2 separate regions of the Cricetulus griseus genome follow, and region 2 is linked to region 1. A link is a contact called in public Hi-C data. All regions are on one chromosome and are shown on one strand. Each heading gives the region's core, a stretch centred on a gene start, on an enhancer-like site or on the middle of the called end of the contact. The rest is flanking DNA. Distances are from core to core; before and after follow the strand shown. Region 1 holds the start of Lipc (hepatic triacylglycerol lipase). Region 2 has its middle 51 kb from the start of Aqp9.

Region 1 (3,742 bases), core at 729-3,228:
TGTGTGTGTGCGCGCGCGCGCGCGCGCGCGCGCGTGCACAGGCACATGCGTGCTTGCTTGCATGTGCTGGCTAGTTTTGTCAACTTGATACAGGCTAGAGGAACTAAAGCCAAGAAAATGCCACCACCAGATTGGCCTGTGGGCAAGCCTTTGACACATTTTCTTGATTGATGATGGATGTGGGGGAGCCCAGTTCATTGTGGGTGGTGCCACTCCTGGGCTAGTGGTCCATGGTGCTGTTAGAAAACAGGCTCAATAAGCCAGGAGGAGCAACCCATTAAGTCCTGTTACTCCCAAGCCTCTGCTTCAGTTCCTGCCTCCAGATCCTGCCCTGGTTTCCCTTCATGATTGGAGCATGTAAGCTGAACTAAACCCTTCCCTCCACAGGTTACTTTTTGTCATGGTGTTTATCACAACAATAGAAACCTAGGATGGTGCACCACATAAGTGCCAGAGTCTGTTGAGGCCAGAAGAGTGTCAGGTCCCTGGAGTTACAGGGAATTGTGAGTGAGCTACCTGGTATGGGTGCTGGGAGCTGGACGTGGGTCCTCTGGAAGAGTAGCAAGAACTCTTAACCACTTTCCCATCTTTCCAGCCCCAAGCATAGCCTTTGAGGAAAGGAAAGTCTAAGTCTCTGGCAGATGTAGAGGCTCAAGTCTGTTACCCCAGTGCTCACGAGGACCTCAAGGTTGAGGCCAGCTTGGTTACTGTGGTAATTTGAAAGAAAATGGCCCCCAAAGGGAGTGTCACTTTTAGGAGGTGTGGCCTTGGAGGAAGTGTGGTCATGTTGGAGGAAGTGTATCACTATGGGGGCAGGCTTTGAGGTCTATTTCTCAGGCTTCACTCAGTGTGACAATCAGTTGACTTCCTGTTGCCTGTAGGATGTAACACTCTCAGCTCCATCACCACATCTGCCTGCACACTGCCATGCTTCCCATCACGATCATAATAGACTGAACCTCTGAACTGTAATCAAGCCCCCCTCAACTAAATGTTTTCATTATAAAAGTTTTCATAGCATGGTGTCTCTTCACAGCAATAGTAAACCCTAAGACAGCTACATAGACCCTGTCTCCAAATTAACTTATCTATCCATCAACCCATCCATCCATCCATCCATCCATCCATCCATCCATCCATCCATCCATCAATCCAATTTTAAAAATAATTTGGGCCTCTACCACCAGATCTTGTTGACAACGGGCACAGAAGTAAGGTTCCAAACCCCTGTCTAATTGTTCAGTTATTTCAATCCCATCATTTGCTGATCTAACTCACCACCATTCAGTAGGAACCCAATTCCATCTTCCTGATGGAACTTGTGAGTGTATCCTTGGCCATTAGTTTAGTTTATGAAGCCACAGACTAAACAATTGTTGGTGGCTCTTTAGCCCAGGAAAAAAACTTTGTTAGAAAACTAACGACTAGGAAACATACAATGACATCTCTACTTTAGACTGGACTAGAAATAGGACTCTGATTCCCCTCTCTTTGGAGCGAGCAAGCTGATTCACAACCCCAGGAAGACAGAGCATTTGATTGCACACCACACTCCCGATGGCAAATTAGAATCCAAATGAACCCTTAGGAAGATCCCGAGTTTTCAGATCATTGTCTGTTGAGCAAATCTTCTTTCGCATGGTGTCCATATCACCCCATACCAGAGGCCGCACTGCTAGTTGCGGGGGCTTTTTACTGTATCTGTTCTCAGAGCAGCCTTTTGGAAATCCAGTTCCTTTCATAAAGTGCTGCAACAGCACTGGGTGCCTTAGGCGCCACTAACAGAACCACTTTCTGTGTTCTGAAGCAAATTCCATCCCCCATCATCAATCTCTGCAACACGTTCAATAAAGAAAAATCCACAGCCGTTTTTAGAGAAAAGATAAATTCCTACCTGTCCCCAAGCCTTGTCCGCAGGCACTTGACTGGATAAAGATGCATAAAACCAGGAAGATGGGGGCATGGAGGGGACTTCCCATTTCTCTTGTCTCACCCTGGGGTCCGAGGTCTTCTTGTTAATGTCTAGAACTAAAGAGACCAGAATGCTTCTTGGTACTCAGTTGGGGAAGGCCCCCATTAATTATTAACCTTAAAACATATTACCTAGTGTTTGGACACTTTCTTTGCCTCCCCCAATCCAAATCTAACAATTTCTAGTACCAAAAAGAATGACCCACAGAAACACTTTATTTTGATAGATTTTGTAAATAAAACACCTCACCAGGTCTTTTTTCCTTTTGAACCAAGCTCATAGTTCAGAATCAATCAATTAGTGTGTTGTGTTTGGATATTTTCTCAAAGGTAGGGTAGGTGACCTCTGCATCATTGCCTGTGTTTCCCTCTAAAGTCCCTTGAAGGAGAGGAAGTGTCATGGACCTGGTGTTTCAAATAGTAGGCTGACCCCAAAGAGAGAGAAGAGCCGAATTTCCAGGAACTCTGCTTCTTGTTGAATTCAGCCATGTTCCAGATGGCTGCAACGTAAGTGTGGAGGAGCTACAATTCTACAGCTGAAAGAGGGGCTGGAAACCGGTGAGCTCAGGTTAAGAAGGAACTGGGTGAGAAGCAAAGATCAGAGTCTTGCTGAGAGCCCTGTTGAGAGATACCCCAGGATAAACTCACTCACTGGGTTAATTAATGTTCAGTCGAGAGCTGAGGGCTAGGAAGCAAGGTCATTGGGCAAAAGCATTCGGGGAAGATGCCGCGGTGTGCAACTCTTGCAAGATTTCTTGGCTCTCGGGTGCTGTTTAAATTTTATTTATTTTGTATGTCCACACTGAACAAATAAATGCTGTATATTGAACACCACTGTGTAACCCGCACGGTTCTTTTGAGATAGCTAAGTGAATAAAACAGACAAGCACTACAGTCCCTGTGGAATTTATGTACCATGGGGTGAGAAGAATTATGCGATAGAAAGTAGACATAATAAAGCAGAGGTACATGTATGAGAACTGTGTGACTGGGAACGTGGCTCAGTTGGCAGAGTGCTTGGTTGGATCTCTAATGCAGTGCGTACCGTGGCACATGCCTGTAACACCAGCACTTGGAGGTAGAGGCAGAAGTATCAGGAATTCAAGGTCATCTCTGGCTACCCAGTGAGTTCAAAGTCAGCCTGTGCTACACGACATCTTGTCTCAAAAACTGAAGTAAAAGTAAAGAAATAACAGGGATAATGGGAAAATAGCGATTTTTAAATAGAGTGCTCAGAGTGACTCTTGTGCAGAAATTCAACTTGAAGCAAAGGATTTGAGGGATGTGAAGGAGTGATTCTGTGGGGAAGAGTTTTTGGACCAGTTAGGGCAATGGTCCTGAGGTTGGAATATGTTTGGTGTGTTCTGAGAATACAAAGATGGCTAGTGAGCAGGGAGATGCATCCATAGGTCTGCGGCTTTTACGTAAAAGACTCAGAGACACATAGCAGCAAAAGAGTAAGTAACATGATTTGTGTTGTTCTGCAGATGAGCAAGGATAAAGAGACCAGCCGATTGAAGAGGGCGTTGTGACTGAGCCTGGAGCTTTGATGGTGGCTGGTGCAATGTAACGGTAGGACAGGATAGAGGCTGGATTGTTTTTGGGAGTAGAACTAGTAGATTCCATGGATTTCTGGGAAGGAGGAGGTGGGAAAATAGTGAAGAGTGACTCTGAGGCTTTTGGTTTAAGCAAATGGATTAATGCAGTTACTGCCATGAACTGAGACAGGGAGCTGTGAGGGGAAGGGGTCTTGTGGGGGGTGATGAACAAT
Region 2 (3,742 bases), core at 418-2,917, 150 kb after region 1:
AAGGATTTTATAAAATTCCCTTATTGTATTTTGTGACGATTACCTCATATCTAACAGAATATTTTGCCATCTAATAATCATCCTTTATATCATCTGCAATTTGATATGCATATATTATATCATACATATTTTATCAAAGTCATTAATAAAATTGATGAGTGGGACCTGGCATATTTAGTCTTTTTTTCAAAGATTTTTGTTTTTAAATATGTGTTTACCTGTGTGTTACTCGGGGTGGGGTGGGTTTGTGCGCTTCTGCAGGTGTCAGTAAAGGTCAGAAGAAGGCATCCAATCTCCTGGATCTGGAGTTACAGGCAGCTTTAATCCATCTGACATAGATACTGGGGGACCAAAGACTGGTCCTCTGCAAGGGCAGTGCGTGCTCTTAATGCTGGGTCATCTCTCCAACTGCATACAGTTAATCTTCTAGCAGGGTGTTTTAAATATCTTTCTGAGTAAGTCTTGATACTTTAATGGAACAACATCTTGTGAATGGTTGTTCCAGCTAAAAAAGAAAATGCTTCCAAATATGCCATCCATATAGTAATTACTCTTTTATCCTCTGCAATTTTACAAACACGCCATGCATGCTTCATTCAAAACATTGATTAAGTTTTTGAATGGGACCTGGCCAATTTGGAGTCCTCTGGGAGGACACTCAAGCCAATGGAGTAGGATCTGTTCCATCCTCTGAGTGATACGTGAGAAATGTTCTAGCTACAAACCTGGCTCATCAGTTGCTTCCCGCATGGCTTTTATTTTTCCTTTGGTTCGTGATGGCTTTGTGGAGAATTTGCAGTTGAGAGATATTTTTTCTTTCCTTGTATTTTCAGGAAAGAACTCTCTAGGGAAGTGATTTAAATTTGTCTGACATGGCTGGCTGTTATCAACTTGTGTGGTTTCCTAATGAACACTAATTTGTTCCCCACATGATCACACATAAATTCATCTTAGGATCTTCAGAGCTCAGGGTTAGTAAGCCAACACACCTGGGTTGAGATCCTGGCCCTTTTCATGGTGAACTAAGGCCGGTCATTCAGTTTCTCTGAGCCTTGGTTTACCCATTTGCACAATGAGAATGATCACACTTCCTTCCCAGGATTGATGTTCAAAACAGGAAGATGTGTGGAAGTACCTAGGAACATGGGCGATGGGTAGAAAACACCCAGCACTCCTGGGGTTTGTCACTGTTACTGTAGCTACAGTGTCTTATGATGACAAATTGTCCTAAATAGCATTAACTGTCAACTGGATACTGCTTGGAATCACATCGTAAGAGACCCAATTGAGTAATTGCCTTTATTAAATTAGCCGATGGACTTGTCTATGGACATTTTCTTTATTGTCCTAATTGATATATAGAAAGGCCCTGCCCTCTACTGGGTAGAACCATTTTCTGGACAGGTGGCCCTGGGCTGTAGAAGGAAGCTAGGTAAGCAAGCCGATAAACAGGTTTCTCCATGATTCTTGTCTCCAGGTTCATGACTTGAGTTCCTGCCCTGAATTCCTTCAACGTTGGGTGTGACCTGGAAGTATAAGTTCCTGACCTTTCCTCTCCAAGTTGCTTTTGGTCAGAGTGTTTTTATCACCACAGCAGAATGAAAGGAGGGCAGTGGTTAATCTGTCATCTCTAAGATTGACTTCCTTATTTTCATGTCTCTGGAAATTTGAAAGGCACGTGGCTAGCCCATGACTAAAGGCACAGTGTTGGTGACCACATAAGAAGGAAGGCCATGCTGCTTTGTGTCTGCCACATGTTCACACTAACCATCTGCCCCAAATGGGGCCTCTCCCTATCTTTGTTCTTTTGACTCCAAATATTGATTATGGGACACAGGAGATGGCTCAGTGGTTCAGAGCACTGGCTGCTCTTCCAAAGGACCCTGCTTCAACTGCCAGCACCCACATGATAGATGCAACCATCTATAACTCCAGTTGCAGAGGACCCAACACCTTCTTCTGGTCCCTAACTGCACTGCATGAACCTTCTGGTCTCCAATGGCACTGCACAATGTAATATATACATGCAAACAAAACACCCATATGCATCAAATTAAAAAAACATTAAAATCTCCCTCTCCCTTCCTCTCTCTCTATATTAAACAGTGTTTAAATTTAATATATAATAGATATTATATTAAACAGTGTCTCCCCACCTCATGCCCATCTCTCACCTTTGTGACCACAGAGTGTTTCATATGATTTAAATCACCTGGGGCTCCATCTGGAACTGGCAAACCCACTGCAGCTACTCTTTGAGATTTCTGGGTCCCATGGCCATATTTTGTATAGCTCTGGAATGTGCCAGATCTACAGGTCACTCAGTTCTGCCAAGATTAGAAGATGAAGGAAACATGGGCTCATGGTTAGTAACGGGATTTGGAGAAGTGTGTGAGCACCCTAGAAGTGAGGAAAGGATGAGGAAGATGCATCTGTGGATAAATCATTTGGCATTCAAAGGTGAGGATAGGAGTTTGGATCCATGCAAATGATGCAATTGCCCCCCAGGTATCCAGTCTGTTTGTAATTTCAGAGCTTGGGAGGTAGAGACAGGGGTTCCCCAGAGCAAGCTCTGTAGGTAGACTAGCCAAATTGAGAAGGTGAGTTCTGGGTTCGAGTGAGAGACCCTTCTTCCATAGATAAGGTGGAGAGCAGCCCAGGAAGGCTCCACACTTTGGCTTCCATACCAATAAACACACACACACACACACACACACACACACACACACACACACACATATGTCCACACACATGCAAATACACATGCACACTTCACTTAAATACACATGTAAAAAAGAAAAGAAAGGAAGAAAGAGGAACAGGAATTAAGGAAGGGAAACAAATCCCAGTGACAAGGGAAAGTCTCTAAGTGACTTTGAGAGAATGGTCATTTCAGCTAAAAATAACCCAATGCAAATCTACCCACATGCTAATTATCCTTTTGTCCTCTGCAATTTTGTAAACAGGTCATACACACTTTTATTTAAAATGTTGGTTGGCTATGCTGTTGAATAGAACCTGGCAAATCCAGACTGGGAAACTTCTGTGTGAGCTGCACATATAAGAAACTCAAGGTTCTATGGTTGAGAGATAGATGGCTTATGGGTTAAGAGCATGTACTGGACCTGAGTTCAGTTCCTAGCAACCATGTCAGGAAGTTCATGACTGCCTCTAACTTCAGCTCCAGGGAATCCAATGCCCTTTTCTGGACTCTATGGGCACTACACACACACACACGCACACGCACACGCACACGCACACGCACACGCACGCACGCACACACACACACACACACACACACACACACACAGTCGGGGGAGGCAAACACATAATTTTACAAAAATCTTCTTTTTAAAGAAACACAAAGTCCCTTATATTTCCCTTCTAAAACATGTGGCACCAGCCTCAGGGGCTCAGTGGAATATCTAAGTAGTCACAGGTGGCCCCAACTACTGAAGTCGCTACGTTGTCCCAGAGAGAGCCAGTGGCGTGCTAAGATGTTCTCCAAGATCCCCAAAGCATGGCGCTCTCTCCCACTTCTTCCACTGGACCTCCATTCAACCTGGAGATACATTCTCTTGTTGGATCTGAGCCTATTGAGATGCAACCTTCTTTTAAGGCTGGTCAGAAACCTATCATATGAATATGCCTTTGATCCAGAACTTCTTTGACTATCCTGAGTAGGTCACCAGTGGCTCTGAGTATTCAAAATGTCAGTTAAGAGTAGAGCAAATTTCATGAG

Evidence for each region. Hi-C and Micro-C count contacts between places; a contact is called where the count stands out from the background.
Region 2: a Hi-C map of liver shows a contact between it and region 1, with 3 times the contacts expected there. The contact joins the enhancer-like site here to the promoter of Lipc in region 1. A contact is called at or near these places in 2 of 8 Hi-C or Micro-C datasets (fibroblasts and liver).

Annotation. Positions count from the first base shown.
Region 1 is chr4:182,490,699-182,494,440 of CriGri-PICRH-1.0, forward strand. Lipc (hepatic triacylglycerol lipase) reads right to left here and starts at 1,979. Exons shown (of 9, transcript XM_027411221.2): 1 at 1,895-1,979. The coding sequence starts at 1,979.
Region 2 is chr4:182,636,499-182,640,240 of CriGri-PICRH-1.0, forward strand. No RefSeq gene overlaps it. Among named protein-coding and RNA genes, the nearest start is that of Aqp9, 51 kb to the right of the region's middle. Within about 2 kb of position 1,668, at least 1 of the 6 cell types and tissues checked has open chromatin away from gene starts, as enhancers often do.